Linked DNA regions of Mus musculus: region 1 is linked to region 2. Evidence: chromatin contacts called from public promoter capture Hi-C data. All regions are on one chromosome and are shown on one strand. Each heading gives the region's core, a stretch centred on a gene start, on an enhancer-like site or on the middle of the called end of the contact. The rest is flanking DNA. Distances are from core to core; before and after follow the strand shown. Region 1 holds the start of Inpp5f (inositol polyphosphate-5-phosphatase F). Region 2 holds the start of Rabep2 (rabaptin, RAB GTPase binding effector protein 2).

Region 1 (7,314 bases), core at 3,591-6,090, 2.2 Mb before region 2:
GATGCCAGGCATGGTGGTTTATGCCTATAATCCTGGCACTCAGGAAACTGAGGCAGGAGGATTAGGAGGAATTCAGGGCCAGCCTGAGCTAAATAAGATACTGTCTTAAAAAAAAAAGTTAGTTGTTTTGTTTTGTTTTTAAGTAAAATGACAGAACACAAAATAGTAAGCAAACTAAATAGAGTTTCACACAATGTAAAAAGAATATATGTATTTCAATATGCATTTCTCAAGAAATACATATTCCATGTAGATTTCAATTCCACAATAATCTCTCATTTTCAAGTTGGGTTAATTTGACAGTGAAAACTAACTTCAGGCTGGCATAATGGTAAGGTTATTGGGTGAAGGGGATTTCTGCTAAGCCTGACATCCTGAGCCTGACCCTTAGGATCCGCAAAGTGGAAGAACCAAACGGGCCCACAAGTTGCTCTCTGATCTCCACAAGTACAAAGCAACGTGTGTATACATGCCCCTTCCCCCAAAATAAAAATACAATAATTTCATTGTCAAAACTGTAAGAGGAGCAAGAAAACTTTGTGTGGATTCTGATAACTAGTAGTCCCTCAGGAAAAGAAAGAAAGAAAAGAAAAGAAAGAAAAACAAATGTCCACTGCTAGTCATCATTTAAAGTTTCATTTTGCTACACACAGACTATATGCTTATAAATGCTGTGTGTACAGCACGTGATCTGAGATCGTTCATGGTCACTCAGTCTCAGAATAAAATAAAATAAAATACATAACACTGCCCCTTCACACAAAGCTAAAGACTGGAAGAAGTTCTAAAATGGAAAAGACTGGATGGCTACTCCCAAAAATATATTGTATTATATTCTTTTTGAATTTGTTAAACTACAATCCTCTTAAAATATATATTTATTTTTCAACTAACACACACACAGTATTTTGGTTTTTGTTGGTTTTTGGGTTTTGTGTTTTTGGTTTTTTTTTACATTTTCTGTTGCTTTCTCTCCCTCCTCATCCCCACCATACCTCTGGTCTTCCCTCCCCCTCCCCCCTCATTCCCACCATGCCCTGGTCTTCTCTTGGCCCACCTCCCTCATCCCCACCATGCCCCATTCTTCTCTTGACCCACCTCCCAGAACCTCTTTTCTACTCCAACATCACGCATGTCACATTACCCTCCCCTTCTTCAACTCCCTTTTTTCCTTCTCCCGGTTTCCTTTTGGTTAAACTATAATTCCCAGTGTCTGACTCTCATAGTATCAGTTAAATTCTACTCTCTGGAGAGTACACAGCACTCGATCACTTTCCTGAGAGAAGTTAAAACAAGCTAAATACTTTTTTTCTGGTGTCTCTTAACTTGCAATTGTGATAAGCATCTAAAAAAAATAAATAAAAATCAATGCTTTACAAAAATGTAACAGACTACTCACCACTGTTAGGAAAATAAAAACAAATATTTATACTATTTTTAAAAATTAACATTGTCAAAAATTAAGGAATCCTATCTCACATACACACACTCACACACACACACTCACACACCCATGGGTAGGGGAGCAGATGCTGGTGTATCAGAGGAAAAAAATACAAGTGTAAATTCTAACATTTCTTGAACTGTCGATTCTCCACCCTATTAAATAAATTTTTTTGTTTGTTTTGTTCTGTTTTGAGACAGAACCTCTCAATTATGTAGCTCTGGCTGTCCCAAAATCTGTTATGTAGACCAGGCTGGCCTCAAACTCACACGAGACCTACCTGCCTCTGCCTCTTGAGTGTTGGGATTCAAGGTGGTCATCACCACTCTTTTTTTGTTTTGTTTTGTTTTTTTGAGGCAGGGTTTCTCTGTATATCCCTGGCTGTCCTGGAACTCACTCTGTAAACCAGGCTGACCTAGAACTCAGAAATCTACCTGCCTTTGCCTCCCAAGTGCTGGGAATAAAGGCATGTGCCACCACCGCCTGGCTTGGTCACCTCCACTCTTGCCTGAATAAAGAGTGATTCAGCTAGGTGGCATAGGCCACACCTGTAATCCCAAAACTGAGGAGGAGGTAGAGGCAAGAGTATTGTTGAATTTGAGACCAACTATAGTCAGTTTTAGGCTAGCCTAGGCTACACAGCAAGATGGGGAGGGGGGAGACATCAAAATGGGGCCTAAATCATCTTTTTTTTTTTCCACAGCAATAATTTAAGTGTGAGGAAACTTAGAGTTATATTTAATTCAGGTTAACTCAGTCATGAAGTATGTTCTGTATCATAAACACTCTTTAGCCCAGAGACACCAGTATTAGTAAAGCAAGGCCTTGTGCTGAGGAGTCCTGTGTCCACTGGAGAAGACACAAACTATCATCACAAAATATATAGGGAGGGTTATAACTGTAGTATGTACAAAGTACGCAAAATGTCAAGAAAGAAAATCAATGTGACCAATAACTGCCCCATGGATGAGGGCCAGACTAGCCCAGGGCAGACAGCCTTGAATATGAGTCTTACACAGAGAAGTAGGCAGGAGGGGGACAGAAAGTCACGGGGATTCCAAGCTACAGAAGTGGTAATTTTAACCTTAAATATCATTATCACTTTTTTTTTCCTGATTATCTCCAGGAAAAAGAAAACTTCCTGTTTCTGGTCATTCAGTGTGTAAAAATCACAATCCCAGCACTGGTTGGTCCTATAACACCACTTGTAATACAAAAACAAAAGCAAAAAAAAAACCAAACTTGGTCAGAAGTCTATTCGGCTCTTGAATAATCAAGATGAAAAAAAAACTAAAGATTTTAACTCTGTCACTTTAAACAACAGCAACACTCACCACAAAGAGAAGACAATGTTCAATAAAGAGAATTTGAAATAACTCTGTATAGATTAAAAAAAAAAAAAGACCTAAACAGCATTCAGATCAATTAAATATTACTAAAATAGCTGTATTTGAGATCTTAAATACTGGATAGGTTAAACTAGTCAATAACTACAGGATACTTTCTAAGGCTTCCAATGGCCTGTTAAATCTGAACTATGATGGCCTCTGCCTTCCTCTAGGCGCTACCTACGTTTGTGGGTGATGGGATACGTATCTACGAAATGAGATACACTGAACTGTGATGCTATACCAAACTTTTGATAATGGTGAAAAGTTTTACACTTGCTCTCTGATACGAACTTTGGACAAACAAAGAGCAAACCTCAGGGCTAGCTCCAGGAAAGGGCCCGGCTAAACTTTCTGCTTGAGAAAACTGACCTGCGGAGATGAAAAGTCCTGTCTGATGAGCTGAGAAGGACTCCAAGCTCCCTCCATTTATGCATTCCAGCTGCCAGGAATTTGGCCCGCGGGACTTTTACAGCTAAATTCCCCCCTGCTTTACACCTTGCAGGGTGACAGGCTAGGAAAAGTGGTCAGATTAGAATAAAGTGGCCCATCATCTATTCCAAGGTCACCAAAAGTCTTACTGTGGCCACCGTAGTGCCTCCATTCTGAAAAGAGGAAATAAAATACAGCGGCAAGAAAATACAACCAGAGCCATATTTCTGAAGAAGAAAAAAAGTTGTTCTTCACCGCTCTAGCAGAGTAACTTTGCAGGTCTCCGTAAGGACACAATGGACACTGATGAAAAGTGTCACCAAACCGCTCCACTTTCTGGGATCTCACACTTCTCTCCTCACCTGAGAAAGAAGATCCTGACCCTACTCTTTCAGGCTGCTGTGGGGATTGGCACTAAGACACGAAAGGACCTGTCCTCAGAAGCCATCCCATAAGAGGTAACAGGATGACCTAAAAAGCTCCCTTGAAGTTATTCTACTGGATGTACTCAAAGAACGCAGGAAAACGTCCAATGCCGTGGCTCGTTCAAGAGTTCCAGTCTCACTTTTCCTAAAGTAAAAAAGTGTTGACCAATGAAGGAAAAAAGCACTGGAGAACTAAGTAGAAGCTGCCCAAACTCCTCCGAGCGATAACTGACCGCAGCTGTCTGAGAACAGGAGCTACTATTTAAGCCAACTAACTGCAAACAAAGTTTTCTAAAGCAAACTGATGGCTGGAGACTTTGACCTCTCCTAACTGTGTGTGACAGACATCCAACACGACTTCTTCTTGAAAATGGCAATTCATACACTAGTTTTCGATCAAGTCCTGTGAGGTAACCGTCCTGAAGTCACTCTTTAATAAGTGACCGGGAACAACTCAAGGATGTCAAGAAGGAGTGTCCCGCATTAGGTTCCACTGAACTGATGGGACTGGAACCCAGAACTTCCCACGCTGGACCGTGAGAAGACGCTGCAGGTGGAGGCCTACGAGGGGTTCATAAGGGACCCTATCCCCGCACCCCAGGCCCCAGATACTGGAAGAGGTGCACTAAAGGGGGTGACCGGCCTTCCCCGCCTCCCTGAGGCAGGAGGACTCCCCGAAGCGGCGGCCGCTCCCCTCAGGACTAGCGCTGACATCCCCAAGCGTCCCGCCCAGCCTCGCGATCCCGGGGCCGGAGGGGCCGGGCCGCGCCCCCCGCGCTCCAGCTGGCCCGCGCGCCCCACCCAGCCCGCGCCGCGCGCCTCACCCGGTCGGAGCTGCAGGCCGCCGTCGCGCCGGCTGCACCACAGGGCACGCTCGCCCTGCTGCAGGATGTAGTGGTCCTTAGCCTGAAAGAGCTCCATGCCGGCCCCACGCGCTCCGGGAGGCGGCGGTCCCCCGGCCCAGGCACGGCAGCGGCCCGCCCTGGAGCGATGCTGGAGTCCTCCTCCACCGAGACCACCAGAGTCCGTGCCTCAAGGAGACTCCGAGGACCCAGCCCACGGAAGAACAGAGTGGGGAAGCACTCGGGGGCCTGACCCGCGGGCCAAGAACACGCTTGGGCGGCCGAGGCCCGGGAGGCCTTTTCCCCCTCCCCCCACAACTCCTGTACCTAGGCTCCGCCCCCTATCCTGAGACTCCACCTCCTACAGTTCATCCTGGCTCCCTCTAGACTCCGCCTCCTCCCAGGTTCCTCCCCTCAGCGTGCAACTTTCCCTCCTATAGTTCCTCCCCTCTCCCTTAGGCTCCGCCCTTGCTCAGGCTCCTCCTCCGACCTTCCGACTCCGCCTCCCTCTGTAGTTCTCCGAAAGCCCTCCTAGGCCCCGCCCTGGTCCCGCCCACGAGTTTCTGGCTCAGCCCTCTCCCAGCCTGTGTCTCAATCCTCTTTCTCCTTTCAGCTCTCGCCGCACCTCTTTCAGTTCCTCCCTCTCTGTCTATAGCCTCTACTCCTCTGCCTCTCCCACTCGCCGGCCTTACCAGCTGCGACCTCAGGCAGGCCCTGAGCCTAAGTCTGGTTATACTGGCTCGACGCCCTTTATGCAGCCATTTCTTGATCTTTCCCTGATGTGCAAGCCAGTCCTTCATTCCTTCCATTAGCTCCTAGAAAAGTCTGGTCAAGTCCCCGAATCCACCTGACATTCCTTCCTCCTCGGAGTACATTTACCCCTAGTCTGAGCAAAGACCAAACCAAGCCCAGAAGTACAGCCATGGTTGTCTCCAGGGTTCTACCCCAAGTTAGCACTCGGCTGAGCAGAGGCCGCTCTGTTTTGGCATTTCCTATTAGAACCTGGACACCAATAATCATTTAGTAAATGCACATTAGTGGAGATGTGTCTCCACAGAATACACACTTAGAGTTAGCTGGGCTAGTGAGGAGAAGGTACAGCAAAGTCTGAGAAGCCGGCCTACAGGAAGTCAGTAAAAGGGACGTCACTCAGAGATGGTAAAATGGCCAGGTGTCAATCTGAACCAGAAAGATTTAGGAGAAAAAGCTTCCAGTTCTAGACCTATCTCCCAGTCTCCAGACTTTGGGTCTGTCTTGTTCTGTGTGATCTTGGGACAATTTTAGTCTCTACTGATTGAATTCGTGACCTTTACTACACTCTTAGACTCCCAATTCTGTATGTTCCTGTCTTCCTTTAAAGCAATCTTTAAAAAAAAAAAAAAAAAAAAGAGGCCTAACCACCGGAGCTGGGTGGCTCAAGAGTACTTTGCTACTTTTGCAGAGGACCTCCGGTTCAGTTCCCAGCACCTCCAGGGCAGCTCACAACCAACTGTGATGAGACACCTCTTCTGACCTCTGTTCCTGTATGGGTGTAGTGCACAGGTTCATAAATATAAAGTAAATGGTGGTGCTGCTGCTGCTGGTGGTGGTGCTGCTGGTGGTGGTGCTGCTGTGTTGGGAGCCGCGCCCACATTCGCCGTTACAAGATGGCGCTGACAGCTGTGTTCTAAGTGGTAAACAAATAATCTGCGCATGTGCCAAGGGTATCTTATGACTACTTGTGCTCTGCCTTCCCCGTGACGTCAACTCGGCCGATGGGCTGCAGCCAATCAGGGAGTGACACGTCCGAGGCGAAGGAGAATGCTCCTTAAGAGGGACGGGGTTTCGTTTTCTCTCTCTCTCTTGCTTCGCTCTCTTGCTTCTCTCTCTTGCTTCTCTCTCTTGCTTTTCTCTCTCTCTTGCTTTTCTCTCTCTCTTGCTCTTTCGCTCTCTTGCTTTTCTCTCTCTCTTGCTTCTTGCTCTCTTGCTTCTTGCACTCTGTTCCTGAAGATGTAAGAATAAAGCTTTGCCGCAGAAGATTCTGGTCTGTGGTGTTCTTCCTGGCCGGTCGTGAGAACGCGTCTAATAACAATTGGTGCCGAATTCCGGGACGAGAAAAAAACTCGGGACTGGCGCAAGGAGGATCCCTCATTCCGGAACCAGAACTGCGGATCACGTTTATAAAGGTTCCCATAAAACAGACTGTTGAGAAGGATTCAACTGCCGAATTCAGAACTCATCAGCTGGGGAACGACGGTGATAAAGGTTCCCGTAAAGCAGACTGTTAAGAAGGATTCAACTGTATGAATTCAGAACTTTTCAGCTGGGGAACGAGAGTACCAGTGAGTACAGCTTCACGAGGTAAGCCTGGCCTTGAACTTTCTAACGAAATTCAAGACAGTCTATCAGAAGTAAAGTGGAAAATGTTTGGCCTTGAATTTTTTCTAATGTTAGGAGCCCTTTTGTTCCTTTTCACATGTTATCAAGTGATTAAGATAGGGCTGAAAATTCTAGAGGAAATTCAGGACAAGCTATCAGAAGTAAAGCGGGGAGAGAGAATAGGAACAAAGAGGAAATATGGTACACAAAATAAGTATACAGGCCTTTCCAAGGGTCTTGAACCCGAGGAAAAGTTTAGGTCAGGTAAGAATACCTGGAGAGAGATTAGAAGAAAAAGAGGAAAAAGGGAAAAGAAGAAAGATCAATTAGCGGAGGTCTCTAGGAGAAGGAGCCTGTGCTCTGAAGAAACAGACTGGGAGAAAAAAGCGGCTCATTATGAAAGAAAAGGATACCAGCCGCCAAGT
Region 2 (6,870 bases), core at 2,335-4,834:
TGTCAGGGTCACACACACACACACACACACATACACAAACTATATGAAACTTTTAGAGTTATTTTATTTCTGCCCGAGAGTGTTGGTGCAGGCCTTTACTCCTAGCACTCTGGAGGAAGAGGCAGGCAGATCTCTGAATTCCAGGCTAGCCTGGTCTACTACACAGAGAATCCCTGTCTTGAAAAAACAAAACATCACAACAACAACAACAAAAATCACACACACACACACACACACACACACACACACACACACACACACACACATTTAATTTTATTTGTGTAGGTGTGTGATCTTGTGCCAGGTCACACATGTGGAGGTTAGAGGATAATTTTCAGGGCTTGGTTCTGTTTCTGCTGTAAGGGTAGAGGTCAGAGACCAGCATGAGAGGAGGATTTCTCCTTCCACCTTGTGGGTTCTGGGGTTGTAAAGTCATCAGGCTTTGCCCACAGAGCTATCTCACTGGTCCCAGCCCACTAACTTAACATATACTAACATTAGATATAGAAGTTGCCAGACTTCCTGGGTTCAAATCTGCTGCTATGTGTCTATATCACTCTGTGAAAGTTAGCCTGTCTGTGTTTCTGTGCTTTTTCTGTAAACAGTCAGCTAATGACTCCTTTCTCAAAGACCTTGTTATAAAGATTATATACAGCCAAGGATGGTAGCTCCTACTCCAAACCCTAGTACCTGGGAGGCTGAAGCAGGTGGTTTACCTTTGAGTTCAAGGCCATACTGGACAATAAAATGAATTCTAGCTAGCTTTAGTTACAGTGGTAAGATCCTGCCAGTAGTGCTAGTGAGATGGCTCAGAGGTTAAAAGCATTGACTGCTCTTTCGGAGGTCATGAGTTCAAATCCCAGCAACCGCATAGTGGCTCACAACCATCGGTAATGAGAAACAAATAAAAAACCTACAGAGCAGGGGGCCAGAGCAAGAGGGAAGGGGGGGGGGAGATCCTGCCAGTAAAAACAAACAAACAAAAAATAAAACAGGGTTGGGGATGTAGTTCAGTTGGTAGAGTGTTTCCCAAGCATACACAGAGCCCTGGGTTAGATTCCCAGTATTGGATAAAACCCAGCGTGGTAGTACATGCCTTAATCCTGGGAGGTGGACATTCAGGAGTTTAAGGCCATCAAGATGGTTCAGTGGTTAACGGTGCTTGTCATGAAAGCCTGATGACTGAGTTCAATCTCTGTAACCCACAGAAAGGTGGGAAGAGAGAAATGAATCTGCAAAGTTGTCCTCCTGCCCAACATGTGTACCATGTCATGGTATGACACTCCTACATCTCAACACACACACACACACACACACACACACACACACACACACACATACACACACACACACACACACAGAGAGAGAGAGAGAGAGAGAGAGAGAGAGAGAGAGACCCTGAACTCAAGAAGGAGAAGAAGTTGTTGTTTGCATACAGAGTATGAGGCTGCCTAAGCCTTGCCTCAAAAGAAAAGAAAAGAAAAGGAAAAAAGCTTACTTTATAGAGTATTTAGCTCTGTCTCTGGCATATGGTAAGTGTTCAATAGAGAGCAGTCACTGTTACAACTTAGGCTATTCCTTTTTCTCTTGTGTGTGCACACTCACATAAGCCAGAGTCAGTATCAGGTGTCTTCCTTACTTGCTCCAACTTATTTTTTCCAATAAGGTATCTTTTTTTTTTTTTTTTTTTTTTTTTTTTTTTTTTTGAGACAGGGTTTCTCTGTATAGCCCTGGCTGTCCTGGACCCAATAAGGTATCTTATTGACTTTGGAGCGCTCTGTCTTGGCTGGCCAGCAAGCTATTGGGGATATGCCAATCTCCAACCTTCAGAGCTGGGATTACAGATAAAACTCCCAGGCCTGGTAGGATGGGAAGGGAATTTCAGGCCCTTTACTATGGAATCCAAGGTCAAGGGCAGACCATAGAGGGAGATCTGAGGGGCTGGAGCAGCAGTCCAATAGAGCATGCCATAGTAATACTACTGCCAGGAAACAGAGTAGGGGCAGGTCTGACATCCTTGAGGACACTCTAACCTCTGCCCAGAGGAGAACAGGAAAAGGCAGAGGACCTGGGACCAAGAAAGCTGGTGTCTCCCAATCCACAGAGGCCATGAGACAGAGGGGGAGAAGGAAGGAGATGCATGTATTTGTGTAGGGTGCTGTAGGGATACCTGGGAAGGAAGGGAAATCATAGGACTAAGCTCAGAGACAACAGGCTGAGTTTCGAGCCTCGAGGCCCAGAGGAAAATGAGGGTGGTTCAGAGAAATGCGAAGTTTCTGGCTCGTATTCTGGGCTGATCTTATGTCAGCAAGAACAAGAAATGATACCCATGGGTATCATGGGTAAAGATGATTGCTACACTTAGCTGTGACTGACAAGAGTTGCTGACAACACTTGTGGTGTTTCTCTGCAAAATAGAAAGGGGCACTCAGGTTCTGGGACACAGTCTTTTCTCTGTTGAGCTACCTGAAGCTCATCTGAAGCCCTCCTCGCCCTGCATTCCCTGCTAGAGGGGCGCAGGCAGACAGGCTGTCGGGTGGGTTGTGTTGGGAGCGGGTGCCTCACCTTTCAGGATGGCCTGCAGGGAGGCCACCTCCTCTTGGCACTGTCTCTGCACTGCAGCCACTGCCTCCGCCTTGGTGCTCTCGCTCACCTCAGCTACAGCCTTCATGGTTTCCATTTCTGCCAGGGCACCGGCCAGTTCGGCACGAAGCCGACTGAGCTCACTTGACTCGGATGCATCCTTTTGCTTCTCTTGGGGCTGGGGATCCAGCGCTGTGGGGAGCGGGGAGTGGGGGGGACAGTGACCAAGATTTATTCCCACGGCTTGCCGATCTCCTAACACCTCAGGCCACCCAGCAGTCCAGTAACCCAGTCCTACTCTCCATCTACAAGGACCTCATCCCATTCCCCTGGTCCTGCCCCTCCCGGAGTCCCAACTAACTTGGCTCGACCGTCCAATCCCTTCCAGTGGCCCCGCCTCGCCCCCTTACCTGCCCCACCCACAGACACACCCACCGTGTAGGCCACGCCCACCCCGGTGGGCGCTGTGCCCCGCCCCCTTCCCGAGCCTCCGCGCTGGCCGGCTGCCGCCAGCAGTCGCATTCGGCTCCGCCCCCAGCCCCCTGCTCCCCACGTGCGCAGCGGCGCAACTCCCGCACCGATTCCTGGCCGCCGGTGCCCCCGATTCTCACCTAGGGTTGCTGGCGCAGCTGCCATCGTCTCAGCCCAAACGGCGGATTCCCGCACTCACTGGTGATGGCACTCCCGCTTCCGGGTCCGCTCGGCTGTTTCCGGATCCGCTCGGCTGTTTCCGGATCGGCTCTGCAGGGGCCGCGGGGGGTGGGAGGGCGGGATGGTCAAGAGACGCCGACTGCACTCGAGTGGACGCGCGGCCTGGATCCCGCCTTTCTTGCAGCCTCGTGGGACCGCCCCCGCGCTCCCGCGCTCCCTGGAAGCTCCGAGGGCTTCGGGTCTGCGGTAGTCTTCTCTGGTGCTGAGGATCTGCTGAGGCTCCACTCGAGGCCACCTCCTGGAACGCCTGGTCTTAGTCCTAGAGGACGCTGCGCGCGGCCTCCTCCTTCCCTCCGCCCGGCCGCCCTTCCGCCGTAACCCGACTCGCGTTACTGCGAAGTGTGCCCGGCCCGCCCAGCATCTCCGCCCCGCGGGCCAGGGCTGGGTTGGCGTTCTGAAGCTTGGCGCAGTCAGTGGCAGAGGTGCGAAATCTACGTGTCTCCAATCCCATTTTCATATGGCTTCCTGCAAATCTCTTTCTCCACTCCCAGGGCTGTAAATCTTTCAGCCTGGGTCTGGGTCAATCTCTCATTATGTATGACCTCTCGCTTTGGAGAGTCACAGCAATTCAAACAAGTACAGAGCCTGGGTCCCCCTGCCTCCAAACCGGTTTTCTATAAAAGACTTTGAACCTGGAAGTCCTTGATTCTTTGTGGTCTCCTTGGAATGCACACCAGTGTACTTATACCAGGATGCCTTCCTCATTTCTCCAGCACTAACACCCAATCGTAGTACCCATCACGCCTGAACTAGCAAGATAACCCTTATCTCCTCCTCCTATGTGCCTACTGGTGGGCTTTTAGTGTTAGAGGGAGCCCACTACAGATTATCCCCAGACAGCCTGTGGTGGTTTGAAAATGCTTGGCCCAGGGAGTGGCACTATTTGGAGGTGTGGTTTTGTTGGAGTGGGTATGGCCTTCTTGGAGAAAGTATGTCACTGTGGGTGTGGGTTTTAAGACTCCCTCCCGACCCCCACCCCCGGCTGCCTGGGAGCCAGTCTTCTGTCTTCAGAACAAAATGTTGAACTCTCAGCTCCTTCTGCATAATGTCTGCTTGGATGCTGATATGATCCTGCCTTGAAAAATCTCATGAAAGAGATTTATTGGAGGGTCCTGGGTGTGAAGAACAAATCCAGGGGTGGCTGCCCTCTGTTCCCAGGAGCAGACAGCACGGAATTAAATAGAGGGCAGAGCTTAGATAGGATTTCTTAGGGGTGGAGCTTTTCAGGGCAGAGAGTTCCAGATTAAGGATTGGTGGGATTTCAAGTCCTGACTTTGGGGAGCTCAGGGATTGGTGGGGTTTTGCGGGAAGCCCAGAGATTGGTGGGTTTCCCTGCTTAAGGATTGTTGACTCCCCCCCCCCCCCCCCCCGCCTTCCTTTTTTCCTGCATCTAGGCTATGGGTTAAGGTAGGAAGTCCTTCCTGGCCACAGCCGGCTTTTACTGAGGCACCACCTCTGTAGGGCCGCTGGCGAGGCTGGAGAGCTCCTGCTGTAGTAATTCACCAAGAGTGTAGGCCGAGGCAGGAAAGGCGTTACCACCGTGGACAGCTCCTGCTGAGGTGGGGGCGGGGGTAAGGAAATGCATCCGAGTGGACAGCTCCTGTGATGGCTGCAGGCTGAGAAGGCCTCCTCCCTGCCACCATTTTGACAGGAGCTGGCATTTTTGATAGCTTCTGCGAGGGCATTTTATTGTGGCTGGGGTTGACTGCCGCTTTGACATCTTTTGCGGGATGCCATTGAGGGACTACATTGTGGGTAAAAGTATTTGCTGTGGGAGCCCGATGACATCGTTTACAGCTTCAGCACCCACAGCAAAGCAGATTTCCTCTTGGTTACAGGCTAGCCTTGTAGAGGAATTTTAATCCAGCAACCTGGCTGCTCTGGCAAGGAATCACATCCAAAGATCTAGGTGTAAGTTTTATTCTATTTTTTTTTCTGTATATTCAGCGACTTTTAGTGGTTTCTTCATACACTCTTCTCCTGGCTCCTTACAATATCTTCTCAGCCGGGCATGGTGGCGCATGCCTTTAATCCCAGCACTCGGGAGGCAGAGGCAGGCGGATTTCTGAGTTCGAGGCCAGCCTGGTCTACAGAGTGAGTTCCAGGACAGCCAGAGCTATACAGAGAAACCCTGTCTCGGAAAAAAAACAAAACAAAAAACAAAAACAACAACAATATCTTCTCTGTTCAGCTCTGCTTCTCCTGTCTCAGCTGTCACCAGCTATCTTCTCACTTAGCTCTCTGACCCTATTTGTCTGCCTACTGGAAGCTTCTCTCTACTATCTCTGAATCCTATTCCTGAACCCTACTCCAAGCTCTCAGCCCTGCTGGATTTCTATGACCTCTCTTGTTCCCAGAATTCTAAGAGGCAACTGACACTGAAGGGCAGAGAGTCCTTTAAAGGGTCAGGCACATAAATCATGCTACACCTAGGTCTGTGTGATCTGACTGGAATGACACACCTTTAATCCCTCAGGCTGGAATACAGATATACCCTTAGTATACACCTTTAATCCCTAACAATGCAGAGAAAGTTTGAAGAAGGGAGCAGCCATGTTTGGAAGTGACATCTAATTGAGAGGTAAGTGGTGAATCAGAGAAAGATTTGACAGAATGAGTCAGAGATATGATATGCCTAACTCTCACCAGAACAGCCCAGGGAAGAGAGCAGAGTTGAATTGGTTCTATGCGTGCAGTAGAGTTCAGGCAATGCAGTTGAATTCAGTTGAGTTGAATTTAGTGCAGTTGGTGCAGTTCAGTTGAATGTAGTTGAGTTTGTGCAGTTCCATTCAGTTTGTGTGGTCAGTGAAGTTCAGTTTGTGGAATTCAGAGACAGTTTTTCCAAGCAATTATGTCAGAAGCCAAGAGAAGCCAGACTGAATCAGTCAGACTGTTCAAAGGCTCCAAGCCCAGGCCCAGGGATACTTAGAACAGAGAAAGAAACACTCTGGCTCAGCCCAAGGAGTATATATAGGCACAGCTTGGATATGACTCTCATCTCATCCCTTCATCTGAGGAGATGAAAGTTACTTTTACAAGCCTGATCTACATTACAAGTATTCCAGGCCAGTCAGAGCTAAGTAAGTCACTGTCTCAAAAAAATAAAACCATTAGTTTCCTTTTAAAGGAAATATGTCAGCAGTTGCAGTGGTGTAGGAATGTAAGATCCCACTGGGAAGGCTGAAGCAGAAGAAGTGGAAATTCTGGTCTAGCCTTAGTTACATAGCAAGACCCTGCCTCAAAAACAACCCCCCTCCCAAACCCAGATGCTTAGTAGCTCAGGTCTGTAAGTCTAGGACTTGGAAGATGGTGGCAGGAGAATCAAGATTCTAAGGGCATCATGAACTGCATAGGGAGTTTGAGGCCAGCCTGAGTAACATAAGACTCTTGAAAGATAGAAAGAAAGAAAGAAAGAAAGAAAGAAAGAAAGAAAGAAAGAAAGAAAGAAAGAAAGAACAAAAAGTTTAACAACAAAAAAACACCAAACAACAACAACAACAACAAAAAAAACCAGTCTTTTGCCTTATTTCAACAATCTAAGGACTTGGTAGATGGAGGCAGGAGGATTGCTGTGTT

Evidence for each region. Promoter capture Hi-C pulls out the DNA fragments that hold promoters and counts their contacts.
Region 1: a contact with region 2 is called in a promoter capture Hi-C map of liver, with 3 times the contacts expected there. The contact joins the promoter of Inpp5f here to the promoter of Rabep2 in region 2. A contact is called at or near these places in 2 of 39 promoter capture datasets (liver and pre-B cells).

What each region holds. Positions count from the first base shown.
Region 1 is chr7:128,608,891-128,616,204 of GRCm38.p6, reverse strand. Inpp5f (inositol polyphosphate-5-phosphatase F) reads right to left here and starts at 4,840. Exons shown (of 20, transcript NM_178641.5): 1 at 4,514-4,840. The coding sequence starts at 4,610.
Region 2 is chr7:126,425,481-126,432,350 of GRCm38.p6, reverse strand. It overlaps Rabep2 (rabaptin, RAB GTPase binding effector protein 2), which reads right to left and starts at 3,584. Exons shown (of 13, transcript NM_030566.2): 1 at 3,195-3,584; 2 at 2,566-2,775. The coding sequence starts at 3,219.